3 separate regions of the Rattus norvegicus genome follow, and regions 2 and 3 are each linked to region 1. Evidence: chromatin contacts called from public Hi-C data. All regions are on one chromosome and are shown on one strand. The core of a region is the stretch at or near the end of the contact, and the rest is flanking DNA. Distances in the headings are between cores, read along the strand shown.

Region 1 (4,509 bases), core at 1,877-4,376:
AAGGATGCTGGGAAGCAAGGCTTCTCTCTAGCCCTGCCACTTCTCCTGGAAGCAATGATTCAGTATTTGCTAAGCAAGTCAGTATTCATTCCAACTTGTAGAACACAGTCAATTACACAGAGTAAGACAGTGAGTAGTAGACTGAAACGACAAGAGGTCACTCTGAATGCAATGCCTCTCATACGCGCTCACCTCAAGTGACAAGCATGCCTGTCGATTATTGACTAATCATACTTACATGTGGACCAGACTTAGGCCTAGCCTGCAGACTGACGAGAAATAGAGTGAGTAGTATTTCAATGTGTGTTCTAGAAAGGGAAGACCAGCACATTGGAAAGAAGCCTAGGTAGGCCCTGCCTTCTGGAGATTTAAACCTGGCCCCAGGAGCCAGGACGTAAACACAGGAAATTCCGTCTTTCATAAAAGTTCCTTCTGCCTTCGCTTCCTCCTACCACCCGATCACTCATTCAAACCAAGTCAGTAGGTATTTTCGGATTTTTGGTTTTCTTTGTTTTTGAGTCCTGGTCTCTATTTGTAGCCCTGCTGTCTTAGAACTTGTTATGTAGACCAAGCTGGCCTTGAACCCACAGAGATCCACTTGCCCGGTATTACAGGAGAATACCGCCACACCCAGCAATTAATGAAATAAATTTTAATGAGGCAGAAACCAAAAGGTAAAGTGCTTGCCAAACAATCGTCAGGACCTAAATTCAGATCCCCAATTTCCATGTAAAAGCTGAGCTTGTAGCCTTCTTCTGTAAACCCCAGATGCTAGCAGACAGAGAGAACAGGGTGGATCCCTGGATTCACTGGCCAGCCTAGCCAGATGGATGAGCTCTGAGTGCAATGTCTCAAAAACTAAGGTGGAAAGCAACTGAGGAAGACACTGAACACTGCTTTGCACGGAAGTTTACACAGGCATACACGTGCATGCACCCATAGGCACACAAACAGGTACACAAAACAAATACCAGACATAAACACTTAAAGCAAAAGTCAGCGCAAGCCACGCATGTTGGTAACAACCTGCCTGAAATCCCAGCACGGAAAAGCTGAAGCAGAAGATGGAAAATTCAAGGCTTGCCTGGTAACTTTAGCAGGACTCTGCCTCAAAATTCTAAAAGGTGAAGAGTCTGGTGGTATGGGCCTGCCTTCATGCTGGCAGGTGTGCACGTGTATACACACACACGCGCACACACACACACACACACACACACACACACACACTTACACACACTCTTATATACACACACACTCTCTCTCTCACTCTCTCTCTCTAACAGTGATTTCATGGCTTGGTTACTGAGTGTGGGGTAATATATCAAGAGCTGTGTTAAGATTTACAGTCTACTGATGAAATGTTAGTACTTTTCTTACTACTAAAAGATCTGAAACTCAGTGAGAAGAGCTACCACTATTCAAGCTACACTTCAGTGAACTACTAACCAACTGAAAGTATAGTGCGTAAGTTAATAGCCACCAACGCTCAACACCTACCTGACTTAACCCACACCTGAAATTCGTGTGGAATCAATTGATAGCGATGTTTACAATGGAGCAAGCCCATCAAAACCATTCAGACACTCTGAATCTCATCCCTCCACTTCACCAAAGGTTCAGAAAGGGGGATTATTCTGAACAATGGCCTACAAATCCAAGACACACCCCTGATAATGTAAGTCTGCTTTTCCTTTATTTTATAGACAGATGTCCCCCTCAGCTTTTTCTTGTGCTGATTCCTATTGTGCGTGGAATGTCAAAACTACAAGTGGAATCTGTCCAGTTTTCAAACCGTGCCAACACGGAATATCAGAACGTCTCCCTACAGTTTCTGTTTTCTTGATCTGCTTTTTAAAAGTCACTTACATACCAACAAGAAATATTTCTTATGGTTTTTTCCTTAAGATTCTGCATTCAGAACTTCAGAGGTCAAGGCATGCAATAAGAAATCAGAAAGCATTTTCTCCAAGCCAATTACACCAGAAATACAAAACTAAAGTCAAGCGTTTTTTTAAACACGGAGTAAACTTTGTTTTTCGTAACTATGCTTTTACATGCTATCATAACCTCCCTCAGACAATAAAAAGAGCCACCAAAAGCCTCACAGGGGAAAGTTAAACTGTTCCACTTTGCCTGTTAAAGTACTAACAAAATGACACACAGAGAGGACAAAAACAGGACCTTGTGCAGAGAAGATTCTAAACAACGAAGATAAATGTACTTCAAGTTTACTCCCCCACGCCACCCGCAAACAGCCACTTAACTGAACTTGGAAAACCGTGCCAAAATACACACACACACACACACACACACACACACACACACACACATCTACATACATACAGCCCTATACAGAGGCTTGGGAGTCCTGTTTGTTTTGATTTTTAGCAAACAAACCCCAGCGGTGTCCACTGCCCTGGGTGTCCGGGAAGCTCAGACCCGAAAGCAACGCAGGACACCCGCCAGAGCCCCAGCTGGCAAAGCAGTGTCCCAGCAATACTCCATCTGACCCTCTAATGAGTCACGGGTCCAATCATGACACCACATCACTTACTGGGACGTCTTCTATTTCTTTCCTCGCGCCAGGAAGAACAGAGAACGATTTCAAACTCCTAAGCAGGCAACCGTGCCCGCACCGGAGCTGCCAACGGCTTCACGCCGGAGCCACTCTCTAGCCGCCGAGCCGGCCCCGCAGCCGCCGCCACACCCCGGCCTCCCTCACCTGCCTCCCGCCGTGCCCCTACCTTCGGCCAGCGACTCCTCCAGGGTGACCTGATAGCGGCCGACGGCGAACACCCGGACCCCCATGGACGAGCTTCCGAAGCCGCCGCCGAGCCCGGAGCCCGCGGCCCCTCCAGCCGCCGCCCCGCCGCCGCTGCCCTCCGACTTGGGCATCCGAGAGAACTTCTTCATGGTCCCGCCGGCGCGCTGGAGGGCACCAGGAGGGCACGAGGGCGCGCGAGGGGCGAGAGCCCGACCCGCGCGGCGCGCAGCGGAGCGCGGGGCGCGGCCGACCGTCTGTGAGGGGTCGCCGCCCTTCGCGCGCGCGAGCGTCGGTGCGCAGCGGCTCGCCGCGCCTCACATTCCGCGCGTCCCGAGCGCGCAGCCCCGGCCGCCCGCTGCAGCTGCCCAGCGCCCGCAGAGCCAGCGGGAGGGCGGGGCCGGGGCGGGGCGAGGGCGGGGCCTGGCGAGCGGGGCGCGAGCCGCCCGGGAAGAGGGAGGGGCCGGCCGAGGTGGGCGTGGCGCTAGGTCCCGCGGCCTGCGCGCCCTGGAGACCGCAGCTCGTTCGCGCCGGGCTCACACCGAGGCCGCCCGCCTCTTGCGGCTGTTGGGGGGTGCGGCGCCGGTGCCAACCGCTTGCAGAGCCGGGCGCCGGGCGCCGCGCGCAAGCGCGCTGTCCGCGCCGCCGGAAGTGACGGTTCCGGCCCGTGTCACGTGGAGGAGGAACGGGCACATCTCCGTGGGGGCTGGGGCTAGGAGTGAAGTCTGGGGTCCCGGTTACTAGGAAGTGGTCCCCACGCGGGTCAGCGGGGCTGCTGGGGTTGGAATTGTGTATGTCGCTCTGGGGTCCTTAAATGCGGCCAGCAGCTTGACCCACTGTCGGAAGCTGCCCGCTTCGAGTCTCAGCCAGTTTTCCATACTCTCCCGAGAGAATCGGTTTTCCAGGCACCCTGGAGCGTGGGCGGAGGAACAGCGCGAAGCTCGCAGGTTCCCACGGGGCGACTTGCAAAGCCCAGGTGTCCTCGCACTGTACCGGATGTTTGCTCTCGGAAGCGTTCTGCGGTTTAAGAATTACTTGGGAGAGCTTTAAAAGCTCTCTTGTGTGCAGTGTAGAAGCCGTGCGATTGTGTTCAAAAACAAATACGGTATTAAGATCATTTTTAAAGATCATTAATCGCTATTGGCTGGGGAAAACCTAACCCTATCGCCCAAGGTCACACTGCTGGCTTGTGGCCTGGAGCATCAAAAATCTTAGTTACTCGCTTTCAACCATTCTGAAAAAGTAGGTTAGGGTTAGATCCTTACAGTCGGGCAGCTTTAGAGGCAGCTTCTGATCCCACCCAAACTAAAGATTCTCCTGTTTGAAAAAGAATGCCTGATTGCCTCACTTTTCATAAACTGTAAGAGTCTCATGCCTGCGGGATGGGCCCAGGAATGCGGTCAGAGGGTATGTGGTACTGGAAAGGATGGCAAAATGGAGAAAAGGTGGAAAGAGAGAAGACGGGACTCTGGCTCTAGCCCCACTTCCTGGAGATGGAATCACCTATAGCCTGAGCGGGCCTGGACCTCATTACCTTCCAGAGATAGCCTTAAACTTGTGATCTCCCTGTCTCTGCCACTGTGCCCCCCTAGTACTGGGATTATGAGAGCATGCATCACTATCAGGCCTAGCGCAGCCTCCCTTCCATAGCCCAAGTCTAATCCTAGCCGAAGCAAGAGAACCAAGAATTAGCGGCCAGGCTGGAATTCGTGGCAAGATCTTTTTATTTAAAATAACTATAATTATTA
Region 2 (4,637 bases), core at 732-3,231, 68 kb after region 1:
CTTTCCTTTTTCTATCACAGTCCTATTCCTATTCCTACGTCACAGGCTGCTCCCCTAGTCGTGTGTTGGTGAGGTATAGGTCCATAGGCTATAGTGCTGACAGCTGCTGAGGGGTGTAATATTGCCCAAATTTGTATATCTCCTCCAAATGGGTTCATTCTGTTTATGTGACATCTTTCATCTTAAGGAACTACCTTACAGAGGCTTCTTGTCAATTAGCAACACGAGCATGGTATGGAAGAAATTGTGTCGTAAAGGTAACTTCATGGGGAGAGTTCAAGAGGCCTCCGCCAATCTCATTAATTTGGTAGTATGCATCAAGGTCCCAGCTGGTGAGTCATTAGCAGTGGGAAATTACTTCCTTATAGGAAGGCCAAAGGGAAGATGCTGACGGCTTTCCTCTAACGATCTGCAGCCGACAGCAGCTGGTTCATCTGCTCAGAGGTTCCCTCCTGTCATCCGGTAGGCAGTCGCTGCGTGATCTGAACACAGCCAGCTGGGAGGAGGCAAACAGTCTTTGCAGTAGCAGACAGGAGACAACAGCCAAGGGGGGAGGAGAGAAAAAAGAGAGGGACCCAGGGCATAGAGATAACCCACCTTACCAGTTTAACACCAGTCCAAAAGGATATATAGAACATGGAGCGGATATTAGAAATTTAGCTTGCCTGACAAGCAGCATTACAGTTTTAGGAGAACTGATTACATTTGGCATAGAAAGTGATATTTAAGATATATAGGCATTATCCAATTAAGGGAACTTTGGAAGGAGTCCATACCCAGCCACCTGCCTAGAGGATCTAGGACTTTAAGTCATGTTGGATCATAGCCAAATGTGCATCTGTCACCCAAATGTCCGTGACTGCGTTATTCGGTCCGTGGGGAAGAGATTTGGTGAGGGCTTGAAAGGAACTTTCTGGTTTTTTTCTTTTGTTTTTGTTTCTTTGTTTTCTCTTTTATTTTCCTCGAGGATGACATAGCAAGTCAGGAGGAGGAAGTCACTGGTGCCTACATCGAAGGCCACCAACTCACAAGCCCCAAGTGACACGGACGAGATGCCATTTAAGTAAATGTGGGTATCACTGCTATCAATGGCTTCACTAAAATTTACCGCACGCAGTCTCATGATATCTCACCAGATGGTGGAAAGTGAAACCCGTCAGCCACTGGTCATCCACACTACTACAAAGAACTGCATGTGGAGATTGTAACCTCTCCTATGCTTTGAGGTTTTTCATAAGTGAACCGAGCACCTTTCAGAAAGTTCCAGCTTTCTGCTCATCTACGAACCACCTTTGAGACCAGGGGACAACAGTGCTAGAGGCTTCTAATCCAGGACGCCGAAGCTACAGGGGAGCCAACAAGTGTGGTCATCTTAGCAAGTTACAGTGTCATTACCCACCAGCCTAGCCAGGTCCTGTGGTGAGGGACCCTGTGGGAACCTTGACCATCGGTTAAACAGGTCAGTTATGCATTCTGTGCCAACTTGGAAGGATGATATCATTTGGCATGACTCTGTATTGGCTGGGCAGGTTTCCCAGTGCCTGTGTGACACATGGGTGCTTCCTTGTACATTAGCAAAAGAAGCACATATTTGGATGATGGTGTGGGAAAGGGAGGAGAGTGAGGATGTATAACTCTCTGTTCTAAAATTCTCTCTCTCTTCCTCTGTCTCTGTCTCTCTGTCCCTCTGTCTCTCTCTGTCTCTGTCTCTCTGTCTCTGTCTCTGTCTCTTTCTCTCTCTCTCTCTCTCTCTCTCTCACACACACACACACACACACACACACACACACACACTTAGAAACATTAATCACACTCCCTCCCATCTCTCTCTGCCTCTCTCTCTCTCTTTCCCTCCCTCCCTCCCTTCCTCTTTCTCTCCCCCCCATCTCTCTGTCTGTGCTGAGGGCATGCACAGGCATGCTCACATAGCTCCTGGGGTCAGCTCTCTTTGTCAACCCTTACATGGCTTCAGGGGACTGGACTCAAGTTGCCAGGCCTGTTCAGCAAACACCTCTACAGGTCGAGCCATCTTGACAGCCCGAATTCTGGGCCTGGCTACTTCAGAGATTTTCATGGTTTCTATTTTTGAATTCTGATCATGACTATTAATATTTAAGGAGCCAGAGCTTTCATTTCAAAGAGTTTGCTTTTTTTATTTCTGGAATTCCTTGCGGTTGGCAAGGCTCACTGGTTATAAAAATTCAACTTAAAAGGGGGCGGGGGTAAGCTAATGTTTTAGTTGGTGTTTTTTTTGGGAGTGAGTGTGTGTGTGTGTGTGTGTGTGTGTGTGTGTGTGTGTGTGTGTGTTATTAGCTTACATGATATGTTGTCAGAGATTGATTAGTTCCACAGTAACTTTCTTTAGGCTGGAGAGCTCAGGAGACTGGTAATTTCTCAGTCTAAGAAGCAGGAAGGCCTGGTCAAAAGTGGAAAGCTAGAGAGCCCCTTGGGGAATTATCCACACAGAACTATGCTCAGAAGCTGAAGAAGGTGGAGTGTGTCTCCAAAACTCAATGGCAACAGGCAATAACAACAACAACAACACACCAGACCAAAAAGGCTTCAAGACTAAGGAAAATTGAACAGCTCAAAAGAGGCCAAGCAGGGCTGGAGGGATGGCTCAGAGGGTAAAATCCTTAGAGCCTGACTGGAGTTGGATGCCCAGGGTCTGATGTCTGCAAGTTGCTCTCTGATCTCCACAGACACGCTGTGAATTGTGCATGCCAGCCCTCCACGCACACTAAATAAATAGATGGATTAAAGACATTTAGAATAGAAGAGTCAAGGAATCCCATAAAAGGGTCTTCTGCCACTGTCTCATGGGGCAACGTATTGGCGGGTGCCAACCACAGCGATGGCAGGTTTTTCTCACTGAATTTGCTTCCTGCTTGCCAATGTACTTTGGAAACACTCCCTCAGACACACCCAGAAATGTGTTTTACTAACTTTCTAGGAATCTCTAAGTCCACTCAACAACCACAATTGCCACCACATGACTGATTGCAGAACTAATCGCACTAGCAAAAGACTGGAGACAGCCGGCAAGCCACCTGCCGGAGTCTGATTAGAAAAAATATCGTACAGTCATTGGATGGACTGAGCTCTCACGTAATTGAGAATCGTTAGAGGGTGGTTCTAATGCAAGAGCATTCTGGGTATGAACATCGCTCGCCATTCGTTATTGCCCTTTTTTTTATTGCAGTGTCCCCTCTGCAGGCAGTGTTTTTAGGGATCTTTTCTGAGTTTTTTTTTTTTTAACACACCAACAAATACACATATAGATTCTTGTTTTTCTTCCCAGTTTGCTAAAGAGCATGGTAGCCTGCATGCCACCTTGTCCCTATTTCAGTTATCATGTATTGGATCACTTAGAAGATACAATCCATCCGCTGGCAGGTCTTTATGTCTCACAGTAGTACTGGAAAGCTTTCTTCATGTAAGCCTTACGCATTTCTTGTGTTCACTCTAAAATAGTATATAATTTGTTGCTTTTATTTTCTCTTTCTTTCTCTCTCTTTGTGTGTGTGTTTGTGTGTATGTATATATGTGTGTTCATGTACTGTGTGTCAGTGTGTGTTTTTGTGTATGTGTGTATTTTTTCATGTGTGTATGTATATGTTTGTGTGTGTGTATAGGTGTACACTTGTGTGTATGCCTGTATGTTTGGTGTGTGTGTGTGTGTTTGTGTGTGTATGTGTTCATGTGTATTTTGTGTATATATGCATGTTTGTATGTATATGTATGTGTGTGTTTGTGTTCATGTGTGTGTTTCTGTATATATGTGCATGTGTTTGTGTGTAAGTGTGTTTATGTGTGTATGTATATGTATATGTGGGTATGTGTGTGGCATGTATATGTTCGAGTATGTTTTTGTATGTGTATGTATTTGTGTGTATGTGTATGCTTGTGTGTATGTATGTTTTCATATGTGTGTGGGGTGTATACATGTGTATATGTGTGTATATGTTCATGTGTGTGTGTGTGTGAGTGTGTGTGTGGCTTGTGTATGTTTGAGTGTGTGTGTGCATGTGTGTATGTGTTCATAGGCAGTACCATGGGTGCCACAATGCTTGTGTGATGTCAGAGGACAGCCTTGGACCTCAGACTTAACCTTCCACTTTTTTCTGTGAAATGTTCTCTTTGTTCTTTCCCCCTTATGCATGAGGCAGACTAGCTGCCCATGAGTTTCAGGGGATTCTCCTGTCTTTGTCTACCACCCCCTTACAGGAGTTACATTATTTCTGATGCTCATTCAGAGAAGAATCTTAATTCAGAGACTAAGTGTAAGGACATTGCTGGACTATAACTCAACAAATGCTGTAAGATAATGCACACAACTGTTTTCCTCCTGGATTTCATCGTATGTAGTGTGCGTCTTCCACTGGTTCTTTTTCAGTTGAGCTGTGGTCTGTTTCTTTGGAACTCACTGCCCATTAGACCTCATAGTTGGAGGGATCTGAGGTGCTGAGATAGCCCCAAACTAGGTGTACAGGACCTGTTCTCTCTGGATCCCTCCAACTATGAGGTCTAATGAGGTCCTGTACACATAGTTTGGGGCTATCTCAGCACCTCAGGGTCTATTTATCAGCGGGATCTTTCTGCATACTCATCTAGATTGCTGGTACGGTGAGGACACA
Region 3 (4,275 bases), core at 1,137-3,636, 93 kb after region 1:
TTATTGGTCCTGTCAGCCATCACCTGTCTGCGTGCTTAATTATTTTTATGCTCTACTTTGCAGAGGATGACAACGTGGTATTTTTTCCTCTCGTTATACAGAAGTCAAATATTAGAGGAGAAAACCATGAAGCTCCTTCCTGGAAATACTGTAAACCACAACACAACGGAGGGACCGAAGGAGTTTCCCGTTGTTCATCTTAAGCACCGTGGTTAGACTCAGCCTCTTTCTAGACTCTTGTCAAACTGCAGCCAATCCAAGGGATGCCCTATTTGCTGCAACAAAAGAAAGTGGGCATCCTTACTCCTGCTGATTTCACACTGCTCTGTATGCGTGTGTGTGTGTGTGTGTGTGTGTGTGTGTGTGTGTGTGTGTACCACAAATGGACACTTCCTCAATCACTCTCCACTTTATTTATTCAGACTACTCATTGACTGAACTGGGCTTTGCCAGTTTGTCCTTGCCTCTGACTTTCCAGTACCACAGATACAGGCACACTTCCTTTCCTGGCTTTTTAAGGTGGGCTCTGTAGATTTGAACTCAGGGCCTCATACTTACGCAGCAAGTGGTTTACTGACTGAGCCAAGTATTCTCTTTAGCAGTCCCTGCGGCCTGCCCTGTCAATTCTTAACGACCTTCTGAAACAGGCTTTGTCCTTTGGATTGTAGACGACCATCTATCTACCTACAGAATCACTTCACACACTCAACCTGGTTATTCCCTGGAGATCCAGTATTATCCACACCGCCACAGTACTTCACTGGCCTCACCACCAGCCGGATAAACACCACGCTTTATACAGAGTCTCTCATTTAAGCCCTTCAGCAACTCTACAAGGTGAATTGTCCTGTTCAGCTTTTCCCGCTATTGAAATAGCATGCAGGATGCAGGTGACGCAGGTGGGACTAGAACCCAGGCAGTCACTCAGCTGCCGTTCTCCAGCCTCTCCTAACTCCCACACAGATAGTGTGGAGCATTTGGGCAAGTAGAGCCTGGCACAGGACAGAGCCCACACACAGAAGGGCTCTGCCTGACCCTGACTTTCTCTGAGTTCTTTCAGTGGTAAGAAGCTTTGTTCATTTCCTTTGTGCTCCAATTGGCTTTTGATAATTTTGTCCACACAAAATGCCAGAGACGGCCCAGACTGTACTCGTTAAGGGTTATCATGTCTCCTGTCAGTTGTTTACAAGAAGGGATCTGCTTGGCCTTGGCTACTTTTAACTGAAGTCATTTTAGGAGAAGTCAAGAGTCACAAAAGCAGAGCTTTAAGAAGTTTCATGAGTATCTTCTGTAAATGAAAAGAATAGAAAAGAACAAAGTACAGATTCAATTACAAGCCTCGTGTTGGCTTTGTGGGCACGAGTGGTGTGTGTGTGTGTGTGTGTGTGTGTGTGTGTGTGTGTGTGTGTTCAGGTACATGTGCATTATTCATGTGTTTGCATGTGTGGAGTCCAGAAGCTGATACTGGATATCTTTCTCAATCACCAATGACTCTTCACTTTTTTTTTTTTTGTTGTTGTTGTTTTTAATGGTTTTTAACATTTATTTGAAAATTTTCTGGGCAAAACTGTCTCTACTCAATCTCTCTCTCTCTCTCTCTCTCTCTCTCTCTCTGTCTCTCTCTCTCTCTCCCTCCCTCTCTCTTCCCTCCCTCCTTTCTTTTCTTTCTACTTTTTTGGCAAAACATTTTTATTGAATATTTTATATATTTACGTTTCAAATGCTATCTCCTCTCCCCCCTCTCCCATCCCCTCTTCCTCTCCCCCTGCTTCTATCAAGATCCTCTCACTCCCACCCACCCACTCCCACCTCATTGCCCTGGCATTCGCCTACACTGGGGAAATGAGCCTTCTATGAGGCTGGAGCCATGCATCCCTGCATGTATACTCATTGGTTGGTGTTGTAGTTCCTGGGAGCTCTGGGGTGCAGGGTGGGGGAGTTGGTTGTTTGGTACTGTTGTTCTTCCTATGGGGTTGCAAAGTTTTAAGGCAGGGCTTCTCACCGAACCTGGAGTCCGTAGTTTCAACTAGACTCACTGTCTAGGAAGTGCCAGGGGTCCGTCCTCTCAGCCTCCCAGCCCCGCCCAGGGATTACAGGTTTATGCTGCTGCTCCTCCATTTTTTCTCACGGGTGCTGGGATGCAGACTTAGGTCTTCACGCTTGAATTGGAAGTATTTTGCCCACAGAGCCTGTAATGATGGCTTTTGAATGGTGGTAAATATCTCGGGGAAACTAAATAGCCCCACTGCAGAGCCAATGAAAGTCTTTACGAGGAGAAAACTAAGGCAAGAGGAGAGTGGAGGTTGGGCTTGTAGCTGACCGGGTGCCAGGCAGAAGCCCTGTTAGGTAAGAGGAACTTTCTCATTTGATGAAAACAGGCAGCCAAGGGAAAGTCTCTGCATGGTGGGATGACAACAGATTTACTGGGTTTTAGTGTTTGGCTGTGAGTTCTGAACAACAGAAGCAGGAAGGAAGCAGCTCTGTACGGCATCTGGCCTCTTGGGAAACCTCGAGATGGGGCACAGGATAAGCCCAGTCTTCTCCTGCCTCACGTGCTCCTCATGGAATCCTGAAATGCACCGGCTTTCTCTTAAAAGACAATTTCCAGTGGTGAAAAATGACCACCACCTAAATAGAAGGTTCCGGGTGTCAGGGACCTAGCTGATCTCTTTCCTGAGCACCTGGAGCACAAACATTGCTCAGAGGAGGAAGATTTGAGGAACAAACACTTCCGGGGCTTAAGAGTAGCCAGAAAAATATCTGGGAGATTTTTTTTTCTGTTATTCATATGAATAAAGATAACAGAGACGAAGGACAAGAAGCAGGGAGACCAGAGAGACAGAGACACAGAGAGAGGAGAAGTAGGAAGAGATGGAAGAGGGTAAGGAGGAGAGGACGAGGGGGAGGGGAGGAGCAGGAGCAGAGGGAGGAGGGGGAGGGGGAGGAGGGGAGGAGGGGAAGGAGGAGGAGGAGGGAGAAGTTAGAGATCATTCCTCATCTGTTATGACAACTGAGTTATTTTTGTTCATATCTATTTTGTATTTGTGACTTCCTTCAGAAAAGATGTCAGATGATTATGATGAAATAGTCCTCTGTGTGTGTGAGTGTGTGTGTGTGTTTGTACAGCTGTGTCTGTGTTTGGGGTTGACTTTAATTCTTCAGTTCTGCTGAAGTGACTTCCCTACTTCTCCTGATTCAGCAGGGAGCACTTAGAATTATAAGAAGCAGGATTAGCTCACAAACAAAACAGCCCATCCCTGCCTAATAACACAGCTTAGTGATAATGAGGGCAAGGCACTCTGGGAAGGCCACTCCCCGTCAGAAGTCTTAGGACATCTAAATTGGGAGTTGGTGATCTTGTAAACAAATTCAAGTTACCTTCCAGCAAAACCCCAAACTACTTGTTGGAGATGGGTTTTGGCTAGGAGATGTGAATCCAGATCAAAATCAAAAGCCACATAAATACTAAAATAGCCAGAACAGAGACACAGTCATTACAGGAAACTCATGAGGCTTCAAAGGAGGTTTGAAGAAGGAAGAACTGCAGCCAGAAGAGCTGGTGGCGTTGCCGGTCTGTACTGGAAATGTCGACATCCTCTGGAGAGGAAGAGGAAGGAGTTAGCAGTGCCAGACGAGCAGCTGGACAATGACAAGACAGGAAACCAGGCTGCTGATGACAGTGAACTGCAAACCCGGAGGAGGGACGCATCAAAGCTACCGGGCCGCTGAAGACTGGGGCAGGGACAAAGTGAAAGCCATGAGGGGCTCAGAACCAGTCACAGGCTGCACACACACGATCTAGTGGGTAGCCAGGTCTCCATTTATTTCTGTTGAAATACCACGAAAGGGCCTTAGTCCTATTGCAGTCATCCCAGGAATAGACTATTGCATTTCGCACCGGCTCAAACATTGCCTCAAAGAGAAGCCATTCAAATGTGAGAGACTACCATTATAGATGTCTCAACACAGTGCTGGTTAATGATTCCAGGTAACACTGAGTCTTTGTCCCCAGTACTTTATGGAAAATATAATTCAACCCCAAGGTTAAAAGACCAAGACTGACCAAGTGTAAGGAACAAATATTGGCAGTCTTCCTCCAGAGCTCAGGATCTAAGCCCCCCCACTCCATCTTGCCTAAGAAGCCGGGTGGATCTATGGCATTGTCCTGAACAAACTTCCATCTCATTTCTATTTATATCTGCTCTACTTGCCAGAATTCCTGTCACTGTCCCTTGCCAACCTTTGCAGGGACAGACAGCAGCTAAATGCTCAGAA

What was found. A called contact is a pair of places that touch in the nucleus more often than the background predicts.
Region 2: a contact with region 1 is called in a Hi-C map of the A7r5 cell line, with 2.7 times the contacts expected there. The contact joins the enhancer-like site here to the promoter of Bmp2k in region 1.
Region 3: a Hi-C map of frontal cortex shows a contact between it and region 1, with 2.4 times the contacts expected there. The contact joins the enhancer-like site here to the promoter of Bmp2k in region 1. A contact is called at or near these places in 2 of 12 Hi-C or Micro-C datasets (frontal cortex and psoas muscle).

What each region holds. Positions count from the first base shown.
Region 1 is chr14:12,879,531-12,884,039 of GRCr8, forward strand. It overlaps Bmp2k (BMP-2 inducible kinase), which reads right to left and starts at 3,127. Exons shown (of 16, transcript NM_001419798.1): 1 at 2,745-3,127. The coding sequence starts at 2,913.
Region 2 is chr14:12,948,625-12,953,261 of GRCr8, forward strand. No RefSeq gene overlaps it. Among named protein-coding and RNA genes, the nearest start is that of Bmp2k, 68 kb to the left of the region's middle. Within about 2 kb of position 1,982, at least 11 of the 93 cell types and tissues checked have an H3K27ac peak or open chromatin away from gene starts, as enhancers often do. A contact at or near this core is called in the A7r5 cell line, where this site is marked.
Region 3 is chr14:12,973,220-12,977,494 of GRCr8, forward strand. LOC134481719 (a long non-coding RNA gene) reads right to left here. Exons shown (of 3, transcript XR_010057469.1): 3 at 3,800-4,275. Among named protein-coding and RNA genes, the nearest start is that of Bmp2k, 93 kb to the left of the region's middle. Within about 2 kb of position 2,387, at least 32 of the 93 cell types and tissues checked have an H3K27ac peak or open chromatin away from gene starts, as enhancers often do.